Linked DNA regions of Oryctolagus cuniculus: region 1 is linked to region 2. The links are chromatin contacts, called in public Hi-C maps. All regions are on one chromosome and are shown on one strand. Each heading gives the region's core, a stretch centred on a gene start, on an enhancer-like site or on the middle of the called end of the contact. The rest is flanking DNA. Distances are from core to core; before and after follow the strand shown. Region 1 has its middle 8.9 kb from the start of CCDC13. Region 2 has its middle 13 kb from the start of KRBOX1.

Region 1 (3,112 bases), core at 73-2,572, 53 kb after region 2:
ACCTGGATGGAGTTCCAGGTGCCTGGCCCAGCCCTGGCCATTGTGGCCATTTGGGGAGTGAACCAGCAGGTGGAAGATCTGTAACTGTCTTTCAAATAAAACATACATTATATTACGAAGGAGTATTTTCTCAGCTTTGAATGGATATAAAATGCATTTAGGCAATACTAACAATTGTTTGTTTCTTAAAAAAAAAAAAAAGTTTATTTGAAAGTTACAAAGAGGTAGAGCTAGAGAGAGTGAAAGGTCTTCCATCCGCTGGTTCACTCCCCAAATGATCACAATGTCCAGAGCTGAGCTGACCCAAAGCCAGGAGCCAGGAGCTTCTTCTGGGTCTCCCACATGGGTGCAGGGGCCCAAGAGGTTGGGCCATCTTCTGCTTTCCCAGGCCATAGCAGAGCGCAGGATCAGAAGTGGTGTATCCGGGACTCAAACCTGCCCATATGGGATGCCAGCCCTGCAGGTTGGGGCTTTAACCCACTGCACCACAGCACTGGCCCCAACAATTGTTTCTTGAAGGATAAACTTTCTGTAGAGGAATGAATTTTAGAAATTTTCTTTTTTTTTTTTTTTTTTTTTTTTCCTTAAAGATTTCTTTGAAAGTCACAGTTACAATATGAGAGAAAGGAGAGTGAACCAGTGCTCCAGTAACAGCCAAAATAAGCCAAGGAATCTGCCTCAGTTAAAATTTGACATCCTATCTCAAAGTAGAACCACCTCCTCATGGAGACCTGTAGTCCTATCCCAGCCCATGATCCTGTTGAAGCCTGTATGTGGTATTCATCATGCTTTGTTGTCATCACTTAATGCCAGCCTTCCCTGCTGTATTCTAAGTAATCTAGAGATTTAAAGTGTATGGGAAGATTGCATAGGTCACACACTATGCCATTTTACATAAGGAACTTGAAGATCCTCGTTTTGATAGCCTGGAGTGGGGAGGGTGGTCCTGGAATCAATCCCCCTTCTGATGCAGAGGGATGACTAATGACTGCCTATTTTCTAGTCAGGAAGCAACCGTGACATCTGGTGGTGAGAGCTGGAATTTGACTCTGCACTTAACAAGCACCCTAATTAAACTTGTGTGTCAGAGTAAGAATTTTGGAGTGGCCCAATCCACTCCATAATAGGATTGGTCATGTAGGCCATGTCTCACACATGAGCAAATGCTGCTCAGAGCTTCAGGGACTTGAAAGTTAGGTTCTGGGGCCTGTGCTGTGGCATAGCAGGTAAAAGCCACTGCCTGCAGTACCAGCATCCCATAAGGGCACTGGTCTGAGTCCCAGCTGCTCCACTTCCAATCCAGTTCTCTGGCCTGGGAAAGCAAAAGAAGATGGCCCAAGTCCTTGGGCCCCTGTGCACGCATGTCAGAGACCTGGAAAAGCTCCAGGCTCCTGGCTTTGGATTGGCTCAGCTCCAGCAGTTGAAGCCATCTGGGGAGTGACCAGCAGATAGAAGGCCTTTCTCTGCCTCTGCCTCTGCAACTCTGCCTTTCAAATAAATAAATAGGGAAAAATTAGGATCTATCCCTATGTAAATCTACAGCCCATCACATCACAGCTCCTAAAGTAAAACTGAACAAATACAGTATTCACACAGTTCTCTGTGAAACAGTACAAATGCCAATTATTATTTTAAAACTTGGTTCTTTTTGAAAGCTTTTCCAATAGAATGGGAAAATTTGAAAGGGAATCTGAGCATTCAATTTTGACTGGACTGGCATTTTGTCAATGAATCATTTGCCAATACCAGCATTGCTCATGCAACCTGGTTTCATGTTTAGACAAAGGAAGCGTACTTTCTCTTTCATCACTGAAATGAAGCAAGAAAAAAAAAAAAGAATTTCAGTAAGACAAAAATTAGGGAACTTCCTCCTGGATTCATTAGTGATAAGTGGGTCTAGGGAACCAGTTGGTTCCCTCAGAGTAACCCAATAACACATTCTCTAGTGTTCTGACCTTCTTAGGTTGGTGTTAGCTCTTTTTCCTGTACCCAGTGGGACTCTGAAGTGTTTCAGAGTGACTGCAATTTTGCCATCACCTTTCAGTTCTTAATCTCACCTTGTCTATAAGCATATTTATTGTCTTCTCTGTCCCTTCCTAGCTGGCTCATTTCTGTCAGTGGTATCCCTATTCCAACCCCTGCCTGCCTCACCTGCTGGGCTCACACTCTTAGAGGTACCTTTCTTTCCTCACATTTTTTTTTTGTTGTTGTTGTTGTTGTTGTTGTTGTTGTTGTTGTCTCTTAAACGAATTACCAAATCTTATTAGGGTTGCATAAATAGAGTCTCTTGTTACCCAAATTTGCCCTGCCATTCCCTGTGGGCCAACACTAGGCCTTTCACTTTCTGTTGCTGCCACCTAGTGCTAGTCTTTATAAAACAGAAGCCAAGGATGTCCCCACAAAGGGACCTTGCTGTGGCGGTGGTAAATTAAATAGCAGTAAGTGCACAAGTCACTGGGGACCTACTCAACAGGGGAGAAACTCAGAATTACTGCATCAAGATACTGCATCCAAGTGCTCTGAAAAACCAATGTAAACCAAGAATGGGATTGAGAAATTGGGGGCGGAAATTAAGACATACTGCCAGCCCATCATGCTGAAGGCTTGGTGGGCAGCCAAGGTATACCTCATCCATCAAAGAGGTCCCTTGGAACTGAGGATTGATGAGTCTTGGCAGAACACTGAGTATTCTAATAAAGTCAACATACAATGAATGAGATCACCATATATACAAACACATTTAGACAAAATAGCTCTGTGGATAAAATAAAATTGACTACAACCAAAATGGTGTTACACTAAACCACAAAGTGTCCTGGGGGGAGTTCTAAAAGAGGCTAATGGCCGACAAAGCCCAAATCCATCAGAACTCCAGCAAGAAGGGCCTTGACCTTGGAGAAAGTGAACTATTTGTATTGGGGGAAGGGGGCCTTGATAGTGCAGTGGAATAATTTACTAAGGCTTAATCTTGGGTCAAAAATATCTCAAAGCAGCTTCTCTTTGTTGGCTCTGAACCCATGCTCCAATATCTTTGTGATGACTCGGTTTTTATGGGTGTGTGATTCTGGGAAGGGAGAGGCTCTGTATATGGGTCACAAACTCTGAATATAAA
Region 2 (3,371 bases), core at 641-3,140:
GCAACTTTCCCTTGTTCCCTTGTCCATCACATGAGCTATCATGACCCAGGGAAAAAGTCGCAGGTGGAGCATCCATAGAAGAGGCAGAGGTCACACAGCCTTGTTAAGCAGGGGCACAGTATTCCCTGGGGGTTAGGGCAGGATCACATTTTTTAAATGTTAATTGATGCCTTCCATATTGATCTTTCTCCCAGTCAAACAGCCAGATCTCAGGGAACCTCTTTACATTTCTCTTTGAGTACAGCAGTTTGAGCAAAGTCAGGTTCTTTTTCTCGTATATATAAGGAGGCAGGAGGGAAGGAGGTCACAAGACAAGACACTAGAGGGATCTTGTGCGCTGCCTCCTGGCCAGAGTAGGGTTTGTGGGATCCAGGGCAGAGGGACAGGGTCTATGGTGAGCACAGTAGCCCAATCTGTTCCCTAGCCTGGCACAGAAGCAAGTGGATAAAGTCCTCAGTCATCAGAGGGCTTCGGATGCTGCTGAGTCACACTGTGCTTTGATATATGGGGCTGATGGCCACCATGGAGACAGGATGATGATGACTCAGCAGAGACCCACACGGGCAGATGCCACCAAGAACCAGGTGGCACCATGCTCTCTTGGGCCCAGGCTCTGATTAGATTTCCTGGCACAGAGGCAATTCTGGGAGAAGGGCAACTTTTCCAGTTACTATGATTTCGTTTCCAATGTTCTATAGAATGGGATCTCAGACCAGAAAAACGACGACCATGTTTTCTTGTGTACTTGGGTTGAGACACTTTCAGAATCCACTGTCCTAGCTTCTGAGGCAGGAGCTGTCAGTGGCCCTCCTGACCCTTACCTTCACCTGTGCAGTACACATGGCTGGCTTCACGATGCCAGGGTCCACAGTGCGTCATACGTGGCCTTGCCATGACTAACCACACTCCTGCCCACCTGTGCCACAAGCCAGCAGTTCTGAGAAACAGTGCTCCCTGTGCTCTTCCCCAGGAGCCCTCTGCCAGTGGCAGAGGTCAGCTGGTGGGTCAATCCCACCCCATCTTGCTCCTCAGGTGGAACAGCTCTGGGGCGTGTGGTCTATACCGGCTCCCCAGTTTTCTCCAATGCGGTTAAGCACCACCCACCCGCAGGTAGGATTTGACAATGTGTCCCTCACTGGTGTCTTCCTCTCTTGGACCTCTCTTCCAACTTTCCTGACTGTGTCTCCTCTGTGTCTCAAAGAAAATATTAGTGGAATCACATGACATTGGCCTTTTTCTGTCATATAAAAGTAATGATTTTGTATAGCATGACCTAACACCAACACTCAAATATTTGTCCCCCTGGGGCAATACTCTCCATACTCTACCCAAACACTGTCCCCTCAAGTCAGCACCCAGCCAGCCCCAGAGTGAGTCCACAGGAAGATACTGCTTTCCATTCACTGGAGCTCCTGGGATACACAGAGGGCCCCGGCTCTGCATCCCCTGCTTCCCAGCATGCAGAGTCCGGGAAAGGAGGGCGGGAGACGCCACGGATGCTCCCCCAGGAGGGAGCAGTGCCCCACCCAGATCTCACTGGGAAACGTGGCCAAAACAAGAGGAAATCATGAGATAAGGAAATGCTGTGACTGGAAAATGGATGGATGGAATGTTTGGAAGCAGAAGCTAGGGTGTGGCCTTGACGTCTGGAAAAGGGAACAACGAGTGACTGTAACCAGCCCAGGGGCCTGTTTGGCCTGACTCCTCCAGTTCCGCTGAGATGAGGGGCTCTGGGGTCTGCATAAACAGGCTCAGGAGCACCTGGACTGAGTCAGAGCCCTGGGCATCAATACAACACTTCACCATCTCCATTAGACACTGGCAGGTTCACTCTGTACCACTCTGCCAGCCAGCCCAGAGGGGCAGAATTTGAGGAAGGCAGGCCTGCTTCCACCTGGAAGACAGTTACCTGGCAGTCCACTGTACTCATATGCACTCCTGAGAAAGAAGGTTTCACAAAATAATGGGAGGGGGTCCTCAAAACACTCATGGAAAAATGGAATTGAAAATAAGTCTGGGACCGGCGCTGTGGCATAGTGGGTAAAGCCGCCACCTGCAGTGCTGGCATCCCATATGGGTGCTGGTTGGAGTCCTGGCTGCTCCACTTCCGATTCAGCTCTCTGCTATGGCCTGGGAAAGCACCCATGTGGGAGGCCCCTGCACCCATGTGGGAGACCAAGAAGCTCCTGACTACTGGCTTTGGAGCCGCACAGCTCCTGCCATTGTGGCCATTTGGGGAATGAACCGGCAGATGGACGACCCCCTCCTTCTGCCCCTCTGTAAATCTGCCTTTCAAATAAATAAATAAATCTTTAAAAAAAAAAAGAAAGCTAATTTTATTTTGATGCAAAAAATTTTGAGATCTGCATAATGACCCCATGACCAGCAAGACACTTCTGGTATTTTCTATTCTTTCTGTTTCAGATTTTTTTAAATGTTGGACACAGCCCATTAACTGATTTCATTGCTTGCTTCTGGGTGGTGACCTGCAGTTTGAAAGATTGCCCTTGAGTATATCCAGAAATAAAGGGGTGTGGACAGTATTTCTGGGCTTTTCCCAAACATTGTGTATTTGTCACTAGCTGCTGTGTTCCATTCAGGGTTTCAGGGACTTCTGTCCTGAGCCAGGAGAACCTTGAAAATTCTACAAAGTGAAGGTAGTTCCTGTCTCCTAATCCATTGATGCAAACTAGGCACTGCTACCACCTCCATGTGTCTGGCACACTCCATCCCACCAGTACTATGGGTTAGAGTAGGAATGCACTCTCTGATCAGTTTGTCACTTTTAAAAGTACTTACTTATTTATCTGAGAGAGAGAGAGAGAGAGAGAGAGAAAGAAAGAGATAACTCCCATCTACTGGATCATTCCCCAAATGCCTACAAGAGCCCCTAGCTGAGCCAGGGCGAAGTCAGGAGCCAGGGACTCAGGCCAGGTCTCCCACGTGGGTGGTAGGAATCCAATCACCTGAGCCATCATAGCCTTCCAGGGTCTGCATTAGCAGGAACCTGGAGTCAAGAGCCAGGGCTGGGAACTGAATCAGGTACTCAGATACAGGAGACGGACCTCTTAACTACTAGGCTAGACACCCAAACCAACTCATCACTCTTTAACGCTATATACTCACTCCAGCCTTATCACCTGGAGTCATATTGGTAAAACCACAGGTCAGATGTTGTTTCCCCATGCAAAACAAAAGAAAAACATGAGGATCAAAATAAAACACAAGCCTGTCTGTACTCTACATCAAGTTGTCGAATCAGCAGCCCTGCCTGCCCTGTTCCTTGCACAAGTAAACAACCCAGTCTCTGCACAGCTCCAGTGGCCCCTAGGCCCCAAAAAGTCCCTCCTGCCAGCCCCATCATCCCAGCT

The links. A called contact is a pair of places that touch in the nucleus more often than the background predicts.
Region 1: a Hi-C map of liver shows a contact between it and region 2, with 8 times the contacts expected there. The contact joins two enhancer-like sites. A contact is called at or near these places in 6 of 6 Hi-C or Micro-C datasets (ear pinna, embryonic fibroblasts, liver and 3 more).

Annotation. Positions count from the first base shown.
Region 1 is chr10:105,211,994-105,215,105 of mOryCun1.1, forward strand. No RefSeq gene overlaps it. Among named protein-coding and RNA genes, the nearest start is that of CCDC13, 8.9 kb to the right of the region's middle. Within about 2 kb of position 1,323, at least 1 of the 8 cell types and tissues checked has an H3K27ac peak or open chromatin away from gene starts, as enhancers often do.
Region 2 is chr10:105,158,676-105,162,046 of mOryCun1.1, forward strand. No RefSeq gene overlaps it. Among named protein-coding and RNA genes, the nearest start is that of KRBOX1, 13 kb to the left of the region's middle. Within about 2 kb of position 1,891, at least 2 of the 8 cell types and tissues checked have an H3K27ac peak or open chromatin away from gene starts, as enhancers often do.